Regions from separate parts of the Anas platyrhynchos genome. Here regions 1 and 2 are each linked to region 3. The links are chromatin contacts, called in public Hi-C maps. All regions are on one chromosome and are shown on one strand. Each heading gives the region's core, a stretch centred on a gene start, on an enhancer-like site or on the middle of the called end of the contact. The rest is flanking DNA. Distances are from core to core; before and after follow the strand shown. Region 1 has its middle 77 kb from the start of GATA6. Region 2 has its middle 65 kb from the start of GATA6. Region 3 holds the start of GATA6 (GATA binding protein 6).

What was found. Hi-C and Micro-C count contacts between places; a contact is called where the count stands out from the background.
Region 1: a Hi-C map of F1 follicle shows a contact between it and region 3, with 5 times the contacts expected there. The contact joins the enhancer-like site here to the promoter of GATA6 in region 3. A contact is called at or near these places in 5 of 8 Hi-C or Micro-C datasets (F1 follicle, F5 follicle, liver and 2 more).
Region 2: a Hi-C map of small yellow follicle shows a contact between it and region 3, with 3 times the contacts expected there. The contact joins the enhancer-like site here to the promoter of GATA6 in region 3. A contact is called at or near these places in 2 of 8 Hi-C or Micro-C datasets (F5 follicle and small yellow follicle).

The regions. Positions count from the first base shown.
Region 1 is chr2:54,534,628-54,537,590 of IASCAAS_PekinDuck_T2T, reverse strand. No RefSeq gene overlaps it. Among named protein-coding and RNA genes, the nearest start is that of GATA6, 77 kb to the left of the region's middle. Within about 2 kb of position 1,575, at least 4 of the 8 cell types and tissues checked have an H3K27ac peak or open chromatin away from gene starts, as enhancers often do. A contact at or near this core is called in F1 follicle and small yellow follicle, where this site is marked.
Region 2 is chr2:54,676,824-54,679,665 of IASCAAS_PekinDuck_T2T, reverse strand. No RefSeq gene overlaps it. Among named protein-coding and RNA genes, the nearest start is that of GATA6, 65 kb to the right of the region's middle. Within about 2 kb of position 1,530, at least 5 of the 8 cell types and tissues checked have an H3K27ac peak or open chromatin away from gene starts, as enhancers often do. A contact at or near this core is called in F5 follicle and small yellow follicle, where this site is marked.
Region 3 is chr2:54,611,337-54,614,297 of IASCAAS_PekinDuck_T2T, reverse strand. It overlaps GATA6 (GATA binding protein 6), which reads right to left and starts at 1,448. Exons shown (of 7, transcript XM_027451957.3): 1 at 1,296-1,448; 2 at 1-149. The coding sequence starts at 130. LOC101798838 (a long non-coding RNA gene) reads left to right here and starts at 1,681. Exons shown (of 3, transcript XR_011807594.1): 1 at 1,681-1,989.

The DNA of each region.
Region 1 (2,963 bases), core at 326-2,825, 77 kb after region 3:
AAAGCACATGCACAGCATTAAAGCCTTAGATAGCCCAGTGCCTGCCAGCAGCAATTGTAAACAAAAGTGAAAGAATCATTTGCGAAATGCTGACAGCTATCAGTATTCACAAAGTTTGTAGGATACAGAGAGGGCTGCATACAATATGCTGCACCATAAACAACAAGAAATTGCCGTGGCCTGGGGCTCTAAGGAATCAACTGGATATTCAGTTTCTTCCCATTTAAAAAAAAAAAAAAAAAAAAAAAAAGCTTAAACACGCAGGCTTAATTTCAACTGATTTCTGACTGAGCTAGGGTCCTGAGTCTGTTAGATATTTTCAACTTTTTTTTTTTTTTTTTTTAGCCAATAGATCCCTTAGACATTCCCTTCTTATATAACACAGCAAACAGCTGCAACTAATCATTTTTCATTATGGTTTTGTGTATCTGCTTTGTTTTACAACAAATTTTACTCAAACAACAAAAAATGCAACAGAACAACTTCTGCTTACTGTAAAAATGAGATTTTCTGAAGATCGGCAGAACTCTGGAAGTGTTACCAGATACAATTAGGCCAGTGTGCTTCTAAACTATAGCTGGGAAAAGGATATGGATCAAGGAAAAAAAAATAAGGAAAGAAGGGAAAAGAAACAAAGCTTAGAACACAAGAAAATAAAATATATTTTGTCCATTTTCTATTACTGTTCATCATATCCGGATAACGTGAAAATTATCAATACATTTTATATAAGTATCTATTTGTTTCTAGCAATCATTCCTCAGGCTTTGACTTGCAACTGAAGCAATTCACCAAGCAGGTTTACGTTTCTGTGTCGCAAGTACACCGTTCCCATGCATCAGGAGAAGAGAGGAGTGGATCTGCGTGCAGTGAGCGGTGAGGAACGTCCGAGCATCCCTGGGGACAAGCAGCACCCCCCCCCCCGAGCTGCAGCCACAGCACAGCACAGGAGATAAAGCACACACATATCACTTTACTGCCACGGGCAAGCTAAACCTAGGAAAAGTGTACTGAATTATTAAATAAGCAATTCTGATAACACGAGATATTAAATGCAGATAGGGTTGGGTCAACCAAATTACTTTTTTTTTCTTAATTCTTCCCTGCAGAAATATTGGTGCTAAAGCAAGCCCGGCACCTCCCCTTCGTACACATACACCTCTCCTCAGAAGGTAGCTAAAATCGGTGAAGAAAAGGAAAAAAAAAAAAAAAAAAAACACAAAACAACATAATACAGCAAAGTCCTACCGAGGAATAGTGTTTTAATGAACACACAAAGCAACTAGGTGACATCTTTATCAGCCCTCATAAACCTTGATTGAATACACAGCGATAAGCCCTGTTTAAACTGTCATCCTCGCGATAACACGCACGGAGACAGCGCGGGCCTTGGCAACGGGCTGCGGGGAAGAGGCCTCTCCAAAAGTGCAGGCACCGCGAGGTAGTAATGTACATCACGTAAACAGCCCAGAGCCGGCAAGGTTGGTGTATTTTGGGCTGGCTGAGCGTGTACACGGGCATCTTCTGGTGGCAGAGGCCTGCGAGGGCCCAACTCCACAGCCAGCCTGCCCGTGGGGCCGGCGAGTTGGCAGGGGAAGATGGGCGCCCTCAGCCAGAGCGACCTTCGGCACTGAGGTCTGCAAACACCAAGAGTTTCATACAGGAGGTTTTGAAGGGTTTGAGGAAAGCCTGCTCTGGTTTTCTTTTCTTTTCTCTCTCTCTTTTTTTTTAAACCAGCGTTATTCACGCTGTGTACAACATTCAGCATTAGGAAACAACTCAGGGACAGAATGGGTATGGAAGTCAGCAGTAATGCGACTTTTTATATCAGAGGATCTGGTCCTGAACAGCTGGGATATTTATTTGAAAAAAAAAAAAAACAAAAAAAAAAAAAACAAACATATAAATAAATAAATATAATTAAGCATTTCAATATAATTAAGCATCTCCAGGAAATGCTTGTACTCTCCAGGAAAGCGAGGATTTGATTCATCGATGTTTCTGTATTTATCTCTAGCTTAACAATGAAACTGAAATTTACACTTGAACTTTTATTCCCTTTCCCCACCTCGTCCTTCCCTCTCCGTAACGCGTGCAGTGACACCCTCTGGCAGCTCACCCAACACCGCAGCACCACGAGGCCGAAACCCAAGGACGTCCAGAGCTGGCACTTCGTCACCCTTCCTTTATCCAACGCGGATTTCTTCCACCAGGTGCTTTAAAACATAACGACTGTTACTTGTTAACTATAATAAAATATATATTTGTATGTGATTACTAGTTAATTAATAAGTTAATAATTCCCACTGCTTGGGAGGTGGAAGACAATAGTCCATTTTGTGCCTGTTTGGTCTTTGGCAGGCCTGTGAGCTAGCACTAGAGCTGGGTTTTAGTTTTCCACCAGAAAAAGGTCTGACACCACTACACAGCTGGTATACCACCATGCAAGGAGCTGGCAGGGGAGGCATGTTAGCTGCTCAGGAGCTCATTTATTTATTTCTAGGCTTTTTTGCATACACTAGCTGATCTCTTCTAGTACCATCAAGTATTATTTTTTCCTCATTTTACATACAGGAATGAGAGGAAACACAAATTAAGTGGCTTGGGTGAAGACTCCCAGAAAACTCTCAAAAATCATATCTAACAAATCCCAGTCTCATGGCTGCAATTAGAAGACACATCTCTTCAACTTCATTAATGCAGGTTCTCTGTAATACATGTAGGCTCCCAACGTTTAAACAAAGTGATCCAAGATGAGGCCGGAACCCACACAAATACTGCCAATTACACAAAGTATTCACCAAAAGGAAGACCAGGTTTTAATTTAACTAGAGCCCGATGGCTTGGAAACTTCAGAAATTCCTGGAATGAAAAATTAGGAGGAAAAAAAAAAAAAAGAGAACCGCTTTTGCCTATTCTGGCATGAGCCAAGGGCAAATGGCTCCTGGCTGTGAACATGCAAG
Region 2 (2,842 bases), core at 281-2,780, 65 kb before region 3:
CCTTTGAGTGTGTTGGGATTTGCACACACATTTTCAATGATGGGGATGAGAGACTGAGCCAGTTATACAATTCCCATCTTACTTTAAAATATAGTTGCAGTTGTAAACGCTTTGTAAAGAATGCTGCCATAACAGTATGTGTACAAGCTGTGTGTTAACTTGGTCCTGAGAGCTTCATTATTGTATTAGCTTCCACTTGAGATCTGAAATGTGTTTTCCATCTATGAAATTATGGAAATTTGGGCAGCCCTACATTTTAAGTTTTCAGACTCCAGGCAGGCGTACAACGTCTCAAAACAAAAAACCAACAAACAAAAAAAACCATGCATGAACATGGTCTCTGAAAGTGTAGGTCATCCACAGCTCTCCCTTTGAGCATGCAGAATCACCTGAGGCAAGAATGGAAGATCAGACAAACCCTGTCACCATCTTCAGGCAGCCACCTAACTGGTAATGCTCTTCTGGACAGAGATGATGGCAGAATTTTCTGCCATGATGGAGAAAATATGCAATTTGAATAGCATGGGGTAATCCTGTGGGCTTTCACAATGTGCTGTAAAACTGAGAAACAAGGCTAGACTGAGACCTTCTAAGAACCACCACCAACATAAAATCTCATATGGAGTGGGTATACATGCCAAGCATCCCTGGGAATTCGGCCTGCTTCAATAGCTGTGTATTGCTCTGAGTATTTTTGGTGCAAATCTTGAGTTCCTCTCCCTGAAGTCAGGCTACCCGTCCAACTCCTGTGCTTTTGGCCCCTTCTTTCAGTGGGGCAGAGCCCTGGGTTCTGTCTTGCACATGTAACCTGGACTTATCCTATGGGGATCCAATTATTTGTCATTCTGCACTTTGCTGAGCCATTTCTGTCATTGCAAAGAAAGCACAAAGTTGGTGGAAGAGCTACCATACCCTCACAGGGGTGTAAAGCATGTTCTGGTTTAAATGGATGCACATGGAAATAGAGAAATGAATGGGTCCGTGTTTGATCGCTGACATGCTTGGAGGTCTGGTAGCAGAGGTGTGACCCTAAATCGCATTACTTGCTGTGTGCCAAGCCCATTTATCAGCATGAATCTCTGAGTGTGAGAGAATTCTGAAATTTCTAAAATACGTTTTTGGATTTGCAGCAGCCAAACCAAAATCCATGTGTAACCTATTTTCTGACTCTGTGGCTTTTTATTCTGTCATTGAATACTGACTGCCCTGCTCTTACAGAAAAGAGCACAGAAACCCAATGTCATTTTTCCATACTTTCCAAACTTTTCTCCTTGTAAGCATGAGGGTCATTAAAAACTGCAAGCAAACTTTGCTTCATTGGTATGGTTTGCACTACACCCAGCACAGTGGGTCCCAAAGCAAACCTATGATAAGTACCCCAGAATAGGAGCTGGGGCTGAAAACATCTTCAGCCACAGCATTGCTGCTTAGATGGCACTATCGTGTCTGCGTCATCTTAGACAGGGCTGCCTCCATGTATTTAAAGAGTGGAATTCAAGCCTTTGCAAAAGGATGTCTTCAAAATAGGGCTTGTTGTGTCTTATCTGAGTCACAGACATTGCTTTGGCTTTCTGCATGGGGGTCAGTCCTACAAAGTCATCACTAGAACAGGCTGAAATGTTTTGTATTGTTTTTACAGAATAATGCCTGCGGAGAAGGGGAAGTAAAATATTTGTTTCTTCCAAAAAATCAAGGTATTTTTCAATGACACACACTGTTTCTGTTTTCTCTTTTCATATTTTTTTCAGTTTCTACATTTTGTGCATGTCTTTGCTTCCCATCTTTTGCAAAATTCCCATGGGTACATAGAAATTAAAGAGTTAAATGAAAGGCAGAATTCACTTTCTGTTGTGCTTCCAGCAGTCATTTTCCTTATCTGAGTCAACATTTTCTTTTCCAGGATACTAGTTAATTCTTCTAATATGGGAGTAATTTTCCTGAAAACAACAAAACAAAACAAAAAAACCCGCAAACTTTAACAACAGAAAATGTAACTGGATCAGCCCAGTGCAGCTATGTGCAGTGATAGCCAGACCGATGATGATGTAAAATCATCTTTTTCCTCTTCTGTTTGAAGACTGTGCATATTCAAGTCATACTTCATTGACAATCAATAAACAAGTTTTTACTGCTGTCAGCACTGCAGAGCCGATGCAGCGCTGAGAGGGAGCTGATAGCTGTACTGACTCAGCCTCTCTTCAGACAACACTCAATTCATTTCTGAGCACAGACTCTTTTTGACTGCTACACTGGGAGATCAAATAAGGAACCCCACTAACCTGCTTTCACAGATTTTTGTCATGTTTTCAGGTTCCTCGTCAGCCATTCCCACTTCTGATGTAAAAATAATCACAAGACGAGCTCAATAACTTCTCCTGCCTGACACAAGACCTTCCTGAAAGATGTCCAGTCTTGATCTGATGGCATCAAGCATTGGAGTATTCACCATTTCCCAGAGTAAAGCGTTCCAGTGACTAATCGCCTGTGCTGTTGGTAATTTGTTTCACTAACTTGGGATGATTTTAAAGCACATTTTTTCTGATTCCTCAGCCCAGCACAAAACCGAGCCAAATCATATGAAACAGCCCAGCTCCATCTGAAGGTGATTTCTGAAGATCCTGACTTGAAAGGATCTTCTCTTTCACACTGGAAATTTTGCATTTGCGGTAGAATTTATTATAAATCTTCAGCTGTTTTCCTAGCTGATTACACCTTCAGTTCAGGTCTAATTGCTTCTATTTTTTGCTCAGAGGCACAAAAATTGCATCAAGATAAGTATCCTAGGAATTGTTTAAAAGATCCTGGTGTGTATGGTCAGAGCTGCCCTACTTGCAGACAGAGA
Region 3 (2,961 bases), core at 199-2,698:
AGGAGGAGGAGGAGGAGGAAGGCGAAGGAGGAGACGGGCCCGGCTCGCTGGCCGCGAAGGGGCAGGAGGAAGCGCCGGAGTCCGCAGCGCCCCGCTTCAGCACGCACCAGCCGCCTTCAGCCACGGCCATCCAGGTCCCCTTCTAGCCGCTGGGTGGGGATGGGGAAGGGAGGAGGGCAGGGGGAGGAGGGAGGGAGGGAGGGAAGGAGGGAGGGGAGGGGGGTCCGCAGGGCAGGGCGGGGAGGGAGGGCACAAAAGAGGAGGGAGAGAGGGAGGGGGGGGGAGAGAGAAATAATAACAACAAAGTTAGCGAGCGGGACAGCCGCTCTCCCGCCCGCAACCAGGCTCAGCGGGGACCCTCGGAGCGCCCCGTGGCTCACACCGCCCCACCGCTGCCCCCCTCGTCCCCACCGGGCTCTGGGGAGGGTGTGGGGACGAGGGGGGGCAGAGGGACGTGTCCCCTGGCTTGGCCGCCGCCGCTGCCCTTGTTGTTGTTAGCGCTGCCTCAATGAATGAGTCATTTGACTCGGTTCCACCGAGAAAACAATTAGCAGGGCGATCCCTGGAAGGGTGCTTCTCCGGGGGGAGACGGGAGCTTCTCCGCCGGGAGCCCCGCTCTTTTGCTCGTCTCCAGCCCAAGGTCACGGAAAGGAGGAGGAGGAGGAGGAGGAGGAGGAGGGAAGGCACCCGGGAGCCGGGGGATGCGCAGGGGCCGGGCCCCGACGTGTGCGCTGTGATGGGGTCGGGGCTGGGGGTGCTGTGCATGGGGCAGGAGCCGGTGGCAGCGGGACGGCCCCGACCCCCAGCAGGTCCTTTTGGGGTCGGCACCGTCCCGCCGCCAGCCGGGCACCGCTGGCATCCCGGGACCGCCGGGGCACGGGCAGGCAGGCAGGCGGGCACCCGCTGCGTTTCGGGGGGAAAGAGCAGAAAGGGAAAGGGGACTCCGAGGGGTGACAGCGAGCAAAGCCTCCGGTGGGGGTCCCCTCCCTCAGCCCACCGAGATAACCGCCCCCCGACCCGCGCAGCGCGCCCGGCCCCACGCCACCCACCCCCCGGCAGCCAGGGACGCCTCTCCCTATCCCCCTGCGAGATAACGGGCGGATAGATAAGGGCCGGCCAGATAAGGGCTGCAGCCACCGGCATCGGATGTTTGCCCACCGGGCTTCCCCGGGGCTCCCCCGGGCCGGGAGCGGCTCGGCTCCCCTCGGCGGCCGGCCCCGGGGTGGGCTGTGCGGGGCGGGGGGGAGATGGGGCCGGGGAAGCTCGGGGATAAGAGAAAAAGGGCCGGGGCAAACCTGCAGCCGGTGGCCCTCATGGGGCCGGGTCCCGGGGAGGTAAATCCGGTGGCGAGGGGGGCGAGCGGCGGCGGCGAGTCCGGCGGCGGCGGCGGGCGGCTGGATGTATAAAAAGGAGAGAGGAGGAGGCGCCTCTCGCAGCCCTGCCGGAAAAGTGCAGGCAGCAGCCGCTGATTGGGCTCGGCCGGCCCTAAAACAAACACGGAGCTCCGCGGGGGTGCCAGGCCCGGCGGCGAAACCGGCCCGAGGCTCGGCCACGGAGGGGGCGGGCGCCCTGGAGGCCGCCCCGTCGAGGGGGGGGGGGACGGGGACACGGATACAGGGACACGGGGGGGGCACCGCGGGGATGGGATGGGATGGGATGGGAGGGGGCAGCGGCCCCCTGCCCAGGGGTGAGCGGAGGGGGCTCGTAGAAATGATGATGATGATTTTAAAGCACAGTGAATGCCTCCCCCCCCCTCTCCTCCCTCCCCCGTTTAGGGGGAACGTTCACGTTTTCTTAGGGATTTTTTTGTGCCCCGGAGGATGTGCCCTTGGCTCCCGCTGTAAGGGATCAGGTGAACGACCCCAAATCTGCCGGTTCTTATAAGCAGAGCCATCCGAGAGGAAAAAACCGTGGCTCCTCCTTGAGCTGCCCCAGCCATCAGGTGAAGCCAAAGCCGGCCGTAGGATGTGGCCAAGCCAGCAGCAGGCGGTAGGCATTTTTCCGCTGTTTCTTTCTCATTCTTCCCTTTTTCTCCCCCCCCCCAAAACCTCTCCCTTTAACCCTTCCCCCCCCCCCTCCTCCCCCCTCCCCAGCCCTATCCTCTTATCTCAGCTGTGTACAAACCGATACGGCACTTAGCAGGAAAGTGACTGGAAATTAAAATAACTCGGTTCGCCAGAGGTTATCAGCTGGGTATCTGTCATCATCAGTCCCTCCAGAAAGACGCATCCGCGGCCAGGGCTGCCAGCAGAGCTCAGCCCGGGCTCGCCGGGGCCGCATCCAGCCCGGGGCCCGGGCCCCGCTTCTCCTGGGGGGTCGCAAGGCAAAGGTGACCTGGGGCAGGCGACGACAGAGGCTGGGGGATGTGGCACGGGGCAGCCAGCTGCTCCGCCGGCGCCTGGGAGGGGGGGGACGTGTCGCGACAGCGAGGCTTTATCGCGCGCCGTGATTGCGGGGATGTCGCGGCAGGGGTCGGGGAGGGACGAGCGGGTGCCTGGGGAGCCGGTTCCCTGTGGGGTTAAAGGCGGGCTAATGAACTTCTGGCTAATGAACAGCGCTCCTCGGGTCGCCCTGCCTGATAAAAAAAGGCAGAGATTGGAGGGATTTTTCTTTTCTTTTTAACCTTTTTGACTTTTAGACGCTCTTTCGTGGGGGTCATTTTCAACAGAAAACGCTTCGTCGTCTCGAAATTCCCCGCCTTTTCTGCCGACACGAATTTGCCACTTTATTTAATTTTAATTTTTTTTTTTTACGTGTTTTCACTTAAAAAAAATAAATTAAAAAATACGCTCCAGGAGCGGGGGAAGGATGCAAACGCCTCTTCATCCCAGCCAGGCTGCCGCCGCGCCCCGTAACTGCGCTTTATTAATTAATATTAATTGCAATTCCTTCATTTTCCCATTTAGCAAGCCCAGCCGGACTGGGACCAGCGTGGCAAACCGCCCCCACGCACCCCTTGCC